2 separate regions of the Ovis aries genome follow, and region 1 is linked to region 2. Evidence: chromatin contacts called from public Hi-C data. All regions are on one chromosome and are shown on one strand. The core of a region is the stretch at or near the end of the contact, and the rest is flanking DNA. Distances in the headings are between cores, read along the strand shown. Region 1 holds the start of CDC6 (cell division cycle 6). Region 2 holds the start of CSF3 (colony stimulating factor 3).

Evidence for each region. Hi-C and Micro-C count contacts between places; a contact is called where the count stands out from the background.
Region 1: a contact with region 2 is called in a Hi-C map of hypothalamus, with 4 times the contacts expected there. The contact joins the promoter of CDC6 here to the promoter of CSF3 in region 2. A contact is called at or near these places in 6 of 16 Hi-C or Micro-C datasets (blood, hypothalamus, liver and 3 more).

The regions. Positions count from the first base shown.
Region 1 is chr11:40,284,539-40,290,669 of ARS-UI_Ramb_v3.0, forward strand. It overlaps CDC6 (cell division cycle 6), which reads left to right and starts at 2,299. Exons shown (of 12, transcript XM_060395597.1): 1 at 2,299-2,535; 2 at 3,367-3,557; 3 at 4,348-4,629; 4 at 4,754-4,953; 5 at 5,209-5,381; 6 at 5,742-5,848. The coding sequence starts at 3,380.
Region 2 is chr11:40,077,338-40,082,718 of ARS-UI_Ramb_v3.0, forward strand. It overlaps CSF3 (colony stimulating factor 3), which reads left to right and starts at 3,899. Exons shown (of 5, transcript XM_042256712.2): 1 at 3,899-4,030; 2 at 4,133-4,287; 3 at 4,671-4,778; 4 at 4,969-5,070; 5 at 5,272-5,381. The coding sequence starts at 4,018.

The sequences.
Region 1 (6,131 bases), core at 1,049-3,548, 210 kb after region 2:
CTATGGTAACACTTTCTCTATTTGTGGCAGCCTATACCCTTCATTCTTACAGTGTTCATCTCCTAGAAAGCCTTCCTCAAATGTGTTCCCTTGCCCTCTCTCTACTATAGGATCTGCATCTGTCTATTGGGTTCCCTGGTGGCTCAGCTGGTAAAGAATCCGCCTGCAATGTGGGAGACCTGAGTTCAATTCCTTGGTGGGGAAGAGTCCCTGGGGAAGAGAATGTCTACCCACTTCAGTATTCTGGGCTGGAGAATTCCATGAGGTCTCAAAGAGTTGGCCATGACTGAGCAACTTTGACTTTCTATTACTCCTTGGATGTTTTAAGTGGTTAGGAGTTTGATCTCCTTTCAGACTTCCTGGGTTCGAATTCCAATTCTTCTACTCACTAGTTGTGTGATCTTGGGCACATCTCCTCAACCTCTCTAATTTCTGTCTCCTTATTAGTGAAATGGAAATAATTACAACTTCATGGGGTTCCTATGAGAATTAATAGGGTGATATAGGTAAAATACCAGAGCTCAAAGCCTGACATACACATAAGTATTGGCTTTTATACCCTATATGAATCAACTACAACTAACTTGATTGTAATATTGTTGTTTTCCTATTACTTGCTTTTATTGCTCTATTTCATTTGATATAGAAGGATGAGAGATAAATGCTTACCATCACCTAGAATATGGGTTTTGGTTTTTAATGGCGCCTGAGGCTTAACTGGGTTATTAGCTTTGGAAGCTGGTCTGTAAATTGCTGCTCTAATTTATATTTTTTCATTAAAAGCTCAGCTTGCCTCTTCTATAGAGGTCGTCTCTGGTCCTGAAACCCTTGTATTTAGCCATTAAAAAATATTTTTAAATTAAGGGGCCATAATTCTCTCCACTCCCCCACATTGTGTGGATCAATGGGACTAGTAATGGGAAGGTACACAGAATATCATATTCTTATCTGTAACGAAATAAAAGCAAAGGCCTGGCCCTATTTCTTCATCTTTGAAACACAAATAAGGGGGCTAATGTGATGAAGTGCAGTGTTATTTATGCAGAGCTTTACAAAGAAACTGACTTTGGTACCAAATAATGATCCTGGGCCCTCAAAGCCACCAAAAATTTTGTGACCTCTAACCCTCAGCGGATTTGCTTTGTGCCTTGCAGTGTTGAGCATTAGTAAAGCACTTGGCATCAAACCTGGCACCCAGAATTGCCCAAATAATGGTAGGCATTGAGGCATTACTTTGCCGACAAAGGTCCATCTAGTCAAAGGTATGGTTTTTCCAGTAGTCATGTATGGATGTGAGAGTTGGCCCGTAAAGAAAGCTGAGTGCTGAAGAATTGATGCTTTTGAACTGTGGTGTTGGAGAAGACTCTTGAGAGTCCCTTTGGACTGCAGTTAGATCAAACCTGTCAATCTTAAATCAATCCTGAATATTCACTGGAAGGACTGATGCTGAAGCTGAAGCTCCAATACTTTTGCCACCGGATGCGAACAGATTCATTGGAAAAGACCCTAATGCTGGGAAAGATTGAAGGCAGGAGGAGAAGGGGATGACAGAGGATCAGATGGTTGGATGGCATCACCTACTCAATGGACATGAGTTTGAGCAAACTCCAGGGGCTGGTGATGGACAAGGAAGCCTGGAGTGCAGCAGTCCGCGAGGTCTCAGAGTCGAACACGACTGAGAGACTGAACTGATTAAATGATTATGTAGTAGCTCTCTGAAAATCTAGCCCGTTCAGTTCGGTTCAGTTCAGTCGCTCAGTCGTGGCCGACTGTTTGCGACCTCATGAACACGCCAGGCCTCCCTGTCCATCACCAACTCCCGGAGTTCACTCAAACTCATGTCCATCGAGTCGGTGATGCCATCCAACCATCTCATCCTCTGTCGTCCCCTTCTCCTCCTGCCCCCAATCCCTCCCAGCATCAGGGTCTAGCCCATTAGGATAATAAAAATAGGTACGTGCAACACTGAGAAAGGGCACGAGAACCAAAAAAGGGCGTGGGAATACAGTCGCGAGCTGCAAAGACTACATATCCCGCCGGGCTTTGCGGCGGGGCCAGCCGGACTCACTCGGCCTCGGCGCAACCGCGGGTCTTTCCGCAGAGGCCCCGGATGTAAAAGGACTTGTGGGCGTGGCCTCACTGTGGCGCTAAGACCTGGGGCTCTCTTATTGGTTGCGTACCCTCCGGCTTGATTGGCTGTGAAGGAGGGGGCTGCCTCCAAGGCGCGCGCTGCGCTCTGGCGACAGCCAATCAGAAGCGTGGCAGGGCTTTGGCGGGAGGCGGGAAAGCTGCGGCTGTGCAGATTTGGCGCGAGCGTGGCTGGGCTTTACTGCTGTCTGTGTGAGCTTTATCCAGCAGCTTGTCGTGGACAGTCCCTATAGTTGTCTGCCGGAGACGTGAGGAAGAGCCGGCACTGAGGTGACGCAGCCCTGTATGGTGGAAAGGAGAGGAGGCCCGGGTCCTCTCCTTGGGGGCGGCGGAGTTTGTGAGAGCCTGGGGCAAGGACCGCGGGAGGAGAGCTCAGATCTCAGGAAGGTGATGAGGTCGGGGTCGGGTAGCGAGGAATGCACCCTCGGAATGGTCTGACAGTTGTGCTGAGTGCGATATGAGGGCGATGTTCCCCGAACGTCTGGGATTCTGTGGGGCCGAGGTTGGACGGAGTAGGGACTGAGGGCTTGGGGAAGCCTATAAGTATGGAGGCTGCTGCGCTAAAATGGTGATAATGATCTACTCCGGGCCTGGAGCTAGAGAATTAGAAGTGCTATAGGCGCCAATTAAGATCAACTTCTTATTGCATGGCTTGAGTGGTTAAAAATTTGGGTTCTGGAGCCAGAATACCTGGTCTTATATCTTACTTTGCTATGATGTTGGGTCTCGCTGCCTCTCAGTTTTCTTATCAGTAAGAAAAGGATAATAGTACCTACCTCTAAAATGGTTCTAAAACTTAAATGAAAGTAAAAGTCGCTCAGTCGTGTCCGACTTTTTGAGACCCCATGGACTTACAGTCCGTGGAATTCTCCACCAGAATATCGGAGTGGGTAGCCTTTCCCTTCTCCAGGGGATCTTCCCAACCCAGGGATCAAATGCAGGTCTCTAGCATTGCAGGTGGATTCTTTACCAGCTGAGCCACAAGGGAAGCTTAGTAAATACCTAAAATACTTATGACAGCCTGTTATGTATAGTAGGTAGACAAGGTATTTCTTGTTGCATAGATTTGGATATGAACCAGAATTAAATGCTAAAATATTGTCATAACATAATCTGATTATGAAATGAGTGTTGATCATTGGTTTAAGTTCCATGTTAATTATTTTTCCTTCACTTTTACATATTGACTGGATGTCCCCTTCCTTTTTTTGTACCCAGCTGTGCTGCCATCATGCCTCGAACCCGTTCCCAGTCACAGGCTACAATCAGTTTTCCAAAAAAGAAACCGTCTCGGACAGTGGACAAAGCTAAAAGCTCCAGTGACACCAAACTAGAATTGACAAATGCCCAGGCTATCCTGCGTTCTTCTTGTGCAAAAATTCTGCCTCTTAGCCCCAGAAAACGTCTGGGTAAGATAGCCATTGTTTGAGTACTTTTTAACCGGTAGCTCTCAACCTCTTTCTTAATGATAAGATGACTTTGAAACAGCTTTCTAAGTACAATTAAGACGATTCTATTCCCTTTGGTTATTTTCAGAATGGTTGCTAACTGCTTACTGAACTTCAGAGTTAAGCTACTTTTGAAATCACTTTCTGAACTACTTCATAGGGCTGATCTTCAGTTCCTTAATACTGAGCTTGATTCTGTCACTGTCACTGTTCGTTATATAGTATTTTGAAACTTGCCTCAGTGGTTGTGAAATTATGAGAAACAGGTGACAATTCTTGTGGTTGATAATCCTTTCTTGTTTCTTTAAGTTTTCTTTTTTCCCTTTCTTGTTTCATTCAGCGCATCTATTTTTAATGAGGGGTGATTTGGTAGTATCTGGAGACATTTTTAGTTGTCATAACTGAGGGGATGCCACTGACAGTGGGTGCTGCTCACTATGATACAGTGCACAGGACAGTCCCCCACAATGAAAAATTATTTGGTCCAAGATATCAATGATGCCTAGGTTGGAAAGCCCTGTTTTAGAGCAATCCTAGAATTTCCTCCCATTAAAACCTCCACCAACTAGTAAGACTCAGTGGTGCCATCTGGTGGCCGATGTTTGCTTCTGGCTGAGAGGCATTTTATTTTGGTGATTCTGACCCTGGTAGAAATTCCATCCCCCTTTTGAGGGGCGGATGCAGAGATCTTTCCAAATCCTTTTACTGTCCACTGCTATAAGTGACCCATTCGGATTTTAATATGTTTCAGGTGATGACAACCTGTGCAACACTCCCCGTTTATCTCCCTGTTCTCCACCAAAGCAAGGCAAGAAAGAGAATGGTCCCCCTCGCTCACAGACATCAAAGGGACGCAGACTGGTATTTGACAATCAGCTGACAACTAAGTCTCCTGGCAAAAGAGAACGCACCAGAGTTCACCAAAACAAAATACATTCCTCAGTTCCGAAAGGTCAGGACATCACAACCGATTCTGAGCAGAGGTGTCCGCCGGAGAAAGAGTCTGCATGTCTGAGACTGTTCAAGCAAGAGGGTTGGTTCTTTCATGGCAGCTGTTAGTGCAGCCTCATAACCAAGGCTGGTGATTCCAAGTGAAAGGCGGTGGGTCTTCTCGGTACCCTCTGTTGTGTCTAATTGTCCTTTCATGTCTGGCACAGGCACTTGCTACCAGCAAGCAAAACAGGTCCTGACTACAGCTGTCCCGGATCAGCTGCCTGCCAGGGAAAAGGAGATGGATGTCATCAGGAATTTCCTAAGGGAGCACATCTGTGGGAAAAAAGCTGGAAGTCTTTATCTTTCTGGTGCTCCTGGAACTGGAAAAACTGCCTGCTTAAGCCGAATTCTGCAAGACCTCAAGGTACATTGAGAGTCTGAATTATGATGCTCTTGCTAAAATGACATCTGGTTATTAAGGGTTAAGAAAAAGTGGAAGTACTTCAGGGATTGCAGTTTTCTCCCAAATAAGACATTTTAAATTTCATTGTCAAAATCTTTCCAAATGAAAGTGGAGCTTATTTTCTTATATGCTGTTAACCCCTCAAAGACACATCACATTCCATCAGAAGTTTATCCGAGGCCAAACTAACTTGCCTGTTTGCAATTTTTCTAGAAGGAACTAAAAGGCTTTAAAACTATCGTGCTGAATTGCATGTCCTTGAGGAGTGCCCAGGCTGTATTCCCAGCCATTGCTCAGGAGATTTGTCAGGAAGAAGTATCCAGGCCAGCTGGGAAGGACATGATGAGGAAACTGGAAAACCATATGACTGCAGAGAAGGGCCCCATGATGTAAGCGTTGCTCTGCTGCATGTTGCTTTGTGAAAGTCTGCAAGATTTGTTGCCCACAAACTCACAGTCTCGTCTCTTGAATTTATCAGTTTACTCATAAAAAGAACATATCCTATATTTTCTCTCTGAGAGGTAGTTACATAAGCTTAAAGGGAAAGAAGAAAAGAAAAAAGAAAAACCTTCTAATTTCAAATTGGGGGAAAATGTTTTTAAGCTCATTGCTGTATGTTACCAAATGGGGTAGATGACTACCTTCAAACTGGTTTGAGCTGTAGGAATGTGACCTAGAGTCAGCCCACATCAAACAGATTGGAGAGTTAAGAAGGTGAACATGGATCCTCATTGTTTCTTTCTTTGTAGTGTGTTGGTGTTGGACGAGATGGATCAGCTGGACAGCAGAGGGCAGGATGTCTTGTACACACTGTTTGAATGGCCGTGGCTAAGCAATTCTCGGTTGGTGCTGATTGGTTAGTGCTCTGTTGTTCATGTTACGTGGTGGTTCTAAAGACTTCTTTTTTAGATCTCTTCGGCTTATGAGTTTTGTTGTTGTTTTTTCACCGTGTACATAGCTTGTGGGATCTTAGTTCCCCAACCAGGGGTTGAACCTTGGCTATGAAAGTGAGTAGTCCTAACCACTGGACTGCCAGGGAATTATCACCTATTACTTTATCTTACACCAGCTTTCTGCTTTCTTACCATAATAAGGTTACTATAGGGACATCCCTGGTGGTCCAGTGGTTCCACACTTCC
Region 2 (5,381 bases), core at 2,649-5,148:
GAAGGGTGGGGAGCCATACGTGGTATGAATGGGCCACGATTTATTAATTTACTGGTGGCCATTGGCCAACTGTTACAAACAACATTCCAGAGGACATTTCTGTGTGTCCCTTTGTACATGTGTCCTGTGGACATAGTTTGCAAACTGTTCTTAAAGGGTCTGACAGTACGTTTTTTAGACTTGTGAGCCATATCCGCAGTCACAACTATTCACTTCTGTCCTTCTTGAAAGGGGACTTGCATAAACAATATGTAAACAAATTATTTGTTTTTGGCTGTGCTGGGTCTTCACTGCTGAGCGGGCTTTCTCTAGTTGCAGCGAGCAGGGCTGCTCTCCAGGTGCAGAAGCCTCTCGTTGCGGTGGCTGCTCTAGTCTTGAGTACAAGCTCTAGGTGTATAGGCTTCAGTAGTTGCCGTGTGGGCTCAGCAGTCGTTGCCTTGTGGGCTCTAGAGCCCAGACTCAGTAGTCGTGGCACCCAGGCTTAGTCGCCCTGCGACCTATGGGATCTTCCCAGGCCAGTGATTGAATCCATGTTCCCTGCATTGGCAAGCAGATTCTTAATCACTGGACCACCAGGGAAGTCCTAAACAAATTATTTATGAACACTGGCTTGTTGTGATTTTTACATGTGATAAAATATTCTTTTTTTTTTCCAGCCATTTCAAAAAATGTAACACTCACTCTCAACTTGGGGTGTACATATCTCAGCCCACAGGCCAAGTCTGCAGCAAAGGCATTACTCCAGAGCCTGTATAAAGACACTCTGGGGCTTCCCTGGCAGTCCAGTGGTTAGGACTCAGGGCATCCACAGCTGGGGCACAGGTTTGATCCCTAGTTACGGAACTAAGATCCCCATGCGGTGCATGTCGTGGCCAAAAATAAAGGGGTTGGGGGGTGGGATGTGCTCTAAGCCCCAGTTCCAGATGAAAACAGGAAGTGTGAGTGGAAGCTACCCACCCGCTCTGGCTATTGAGAAATAATTAGGAAAGCCCTGAGGAAGCTGGGAGGATGAACAACAGCTAGGGGTCTCTGGGGCCAGGCCCTTTGAGAGACGGTTTCAGTCTGGCCCAGCCCACATGTATCAGAACCAGTAACTCTCTCTCTGCCTGGTCTTTATTCTCTCACGGGCGGGGCTGAAACCTGGGCTGAGCTGTCATCCAAGAAGTGCATCTCTGAATAGGAAGACAGTGTAATGAGAATGACGGGGGCTCAGGAAGGGCGGCCACAAATCCTGCCCCCAGTTTGTTCTGTGATCTTGGGCTTTTCCCTGCTCTGAAGCCAACCCTTGTCTATAATGGAGATTCTGCACACTCGGTTGATAGGATGAAAGAAGAAAGTGTAATGGAAGGTGCCTGGCATATAAGAGGTGCCCTCTAATTGTCAGCCAGCATTCACCCAGATTCTCTCCGTATGGGATGGAGGCCAGAACACCTCCCTGGCCAGACAGTCCCACTCTCTCTGGAAGCAGCTCACCCCATCCTTCAACACCTCCGGTAGTTAGAACACTCTCTTCTTGAGCTGAAAATTGGCTGGCCGTGGCTTCCACTCCCTATCCCACTTCTGGTCCCTGAAACCACACAACAACCCTCTCCTCTTTGCCAGACAAAACTGCCAGTTTGTGGACATTTCCTGGTGGTCCAGGGGTTAAGACTCTGTGTTGCCACTGCAGGGGACACAGGTTCGATCCCTGGTCTGGGAACTAAGGTGCCACAAGGAGCAGCCCCTTCACCAAAAAAAGCTTTTTTTTTTTTAAGTCTGCTTTTTTCAAATCAGCATCCTGAGTCCTTTCACCATTCCGGCCACCCTTGTTAGAATCAGCATTTTCTGAGCCAAACATCAGACACAGCTGCACTGTAAGCGAAAATTAAAGTTTGGGTCCAGAGCTGGCCTGGTCCCAGGTGAGGAAGGCGGAACGCAGAGACTCGATAGCTAAGAGCTGAAGACTCTGGCACAGGGCAGACCTTGGCTCTGCTATTTTGGGACACGTCATTTAACCTCTTCAAGATCAGATTCATCTTCTGTAAAGGGGGAGATCTTTCTGGTAATTTTGTCATAAGGTTTATTAAAAGAGTGCATTTGCCAATGTGCAGGAAGTGTTCCTTGGACTGCAAGGAAATCAAACCAGTCAATCCTAAAGGAAATCAACCCTGAATATTCATTGGGGGGACTGATGCTGATGCTCCAATACTTTGGCTACCTGATGCAAAGAGCTGCCTTACTGGAAAAGACCCTGATGCTGAAAACACTGGAGGCAGGAGAAGAGGGTGCCAGAGGATGAGATGGTTGGATGGCATCATGGACTCAATGCCCAAGAATTTAAGCTTCGGGAGACTGCAGAGGACAGGGAAGCGTGGTGTGCTGCAGTCCGTGGGGTTGCAAAGAGTCGGACAAGATCTAGCGACTGAACAACAACGGGGAGTGCCCAACACATTATCTGGGGTGGGCTGTGCACTCTGGAGGTTAAGGCGAGGGAGAGAAGGCATGATTGTGAGAACTCTTGCCCTGACTCCCAACAGTTCTGTTAAATTCACTCTTCCCATGAAGGTGGGCATAGAACTAGGCTTAATCAGTGTCCTGGCCTAAGGTAGAGTCAGGGCCAGGGCTGTCCAGCAGGGCCAGGGCTGTCCAGCGTGGCCAGGACCAGAAGCAGGACATGAATTGATTCATGGTTGTTGGCCCTGCCAGCTGTGACCACCAGAGGGCACCCCCACCCCAGAGATGGCCTGGACCAGTTAGACACACCCACTCCTCTTCCCAAGACTGTTAAGGCACCTGGTGGGCTTAACTGGGAGAGAAAGTGACAGTCTCAGATGCAGTCGGCCACACTGCCCCAGGCAGGCCCCATGGCCTATGGAAAACGCTCATACTGGAGGCAGAGGTCTGGGTTATAACTCCAACTCTGCTATCCATGACCTTGGGCGAGCCTCTTCATTCACTGACCCAGTTCACAGTGTTGGAACAGACGCCTAAAGTTCTCCCAGCCTGGACAGCGCGTGGTTCTTGGGTTTGAGGCCAGGAGGTTTCTTCTTTCTCACCCCAGCCCTTCTCCCCTCAGGGCAGCACACACTCGCCCGCTGGCAGTGAACCCCGCCAGGGAAGCCACCTGTCCCAGACCCTCAACTCCAAAGTGCTGAGGCACTGGCCGGGGGTGGGGGTGGGGGGCGGTCAGTGCAAGAGGAGGAGGAGGGACAAGGTCAGGTGACCCAAGAGCCTCGAAGGGTCTTGCTTCATCCGGGACAGACATCCGGTTTCCTCTGGTCTCTGCCAGGATTCCGGGGGCAAAGGGATGAGTCATGGGGGGATTGGGGAGTTCCCAGCTAATCAGTTCAGGATGGAGACCGGGAGGATGCCCATCAGAGTGTGGGGTGGGGACAGGCGGCCGGACCCCAACGTCCCTACCTCAGGCCTCTGGCCCCTCAAGAGGGCAATCAGAGAGGCGATCTCTATCGCCTGGGACCTGGCGGGATAGAAATGAGGAAACTAGCTTCTTCCTTCTCCAAATTGGGGGCCTAGGGAGCAGGTGGCTTAAGGATCCCGAGAGAGTGGCTAATGGGGCTGACCCAGGAGATATGCCAGGGGAGGGAGGGACGGAGGAGGGCCCCAGGCCTGCCTCTTCCTTGAGGTTCAACCAGACTCCAGCCTCCCGGCCTTTTATCATTAGCTCAGTTTGGTTCAGAGGTTTAGTTCAAACACTCTGGGGCAATTCAGACCTGGGTGGGGCTGAGGGGAGGAAGGGAGTTTGAGGGGGGCAAGACGTCAAAGAAGAATCAGAGATTCCACAATTTCACAAAACTTTCGCAAACACTTTTTTTTGGTCCCAACCCCCCTGCATTGTCCTGGACAACAAATTTGCATAAAACTTGGGAAGCTATTACTAAGCGTTAGTCGCAGCACCAGGTAATTTCCTCCCAGGCCTCCATGGGCTTGAGTATAAAGGCCCCCGGAGCTGGTCCCTGACAGAACCCAGAACCTACAGCCTCACCCAGACCCTTGGCTGAGCCTTCTGCCCAGAGCCCCATGAAGCTGATGGGTGAGTGTCTGGGTCCTGGGAGGGGAGAGCTGTGGCAGCGGGCAGGGATGCCTGGGCTTCCAGAAAGGTCTGCACTTCTCCTGAGCCCCTGTCTGCTCCCAGCCCTGCAGCTGCTCCTCTGGCACAGCGCGCTCTGGACGGTGCACGAAGCCACCCCCCTTGGCCCTGCCCGTTCCCTGCCCCAGAGCTTCCTGCTCAAGTGCTTAGAGCAAGTGAGGAAAATCCAGGCTGATGGCGCCGAGCTGCAGGAGAGGCTGGTGAGTGAGGGAGGCCAGCGTGGGGACAGGGAGGGGACAGATGCTGTAGCAGGGCAGGGAGGGAAGGAGGCGCAGGGGGGGAGCTGAGGGAGAGAGCAGGGCTGAAGGGCAGCGTGGGAAAGGGCAGCAGGAAGGGACACACGGTGAGAGAAGACACTGGGGGAAAAGGAGAATCAGGAGAGGCCCAGCCCGGAGGGCGGCTGGCGAGGAACTGGGGGAAGAGCCTCTAGTGCTGGGAAGGGTCGGCTGGGAGCTTGGATGGAAGAAGGGGGCTGAGAAGCCTGGCAGGACGGGTGGGGAGGCGGAGATGTGGGGGTGGAGAGGTGGGGGCGCTCGGGGAGGAGGAGGAGCTGGCCCCTCACCCAGCATCCCTCCCACCGCAGTGTGCCACCCACAAGCTGTGCCACCCGGAGGAGCTGGTACTGCTCGGGCACTCTCTGGGCATCCCCCAGGCTCCCCTAAGCAGCTGCTCCAGCCAGTCCCTGCAGCTGGTGAGTGTCCCAAGGGGAGAAGGGAGATGAGGGGGCGGAAGGGTAGGCTGACCTGGAAGGCTCCCCAGTTCTCTAGGCTCCACGCAGGGGCCCTGAGGGGAGCATCCCAGGCGGCGTCCCCTGACTCTCCCACCCGACCCCCCAGACGAGCTGCCTAGACCAACTGCACGGCGGCCTCTTTCTCTACCAGGGCCTCCTGCAGGCCCTGGCGGGCATCTCCCCAGAGTTGGCTCCCACCTTGGACACACTGCAGCTGGACGTCACCGACTTTGCCACCAACATCTGGCTGCAGGTGAGTCTCGTTGGGAGCTGGTCCCCAAAGGTAGTGCTGCAAGCCTGGGGCCCTGGAGTTCTCTAGGGCGGAGCCAAGTCCCTGGACCTGGTTCTTGTCCTGGCTCCACTGTGAACCCTGGATCTTCCACAGCCCATCAGCCCCCGGCCTTCCCTCCCTGTGCCAACTTGCCCTGACTGCTGACCTCATCTTCCCCCACAGATGGAGGACCTGGGGGTGGCCCCTGCTGTGCAGCCCACCCAGGGCACCATGCCGACCTTCACGTCGGCCTTCCAGCGCCGAGCAGGAGGAGTCCTGGTTGCTTCCCAGCT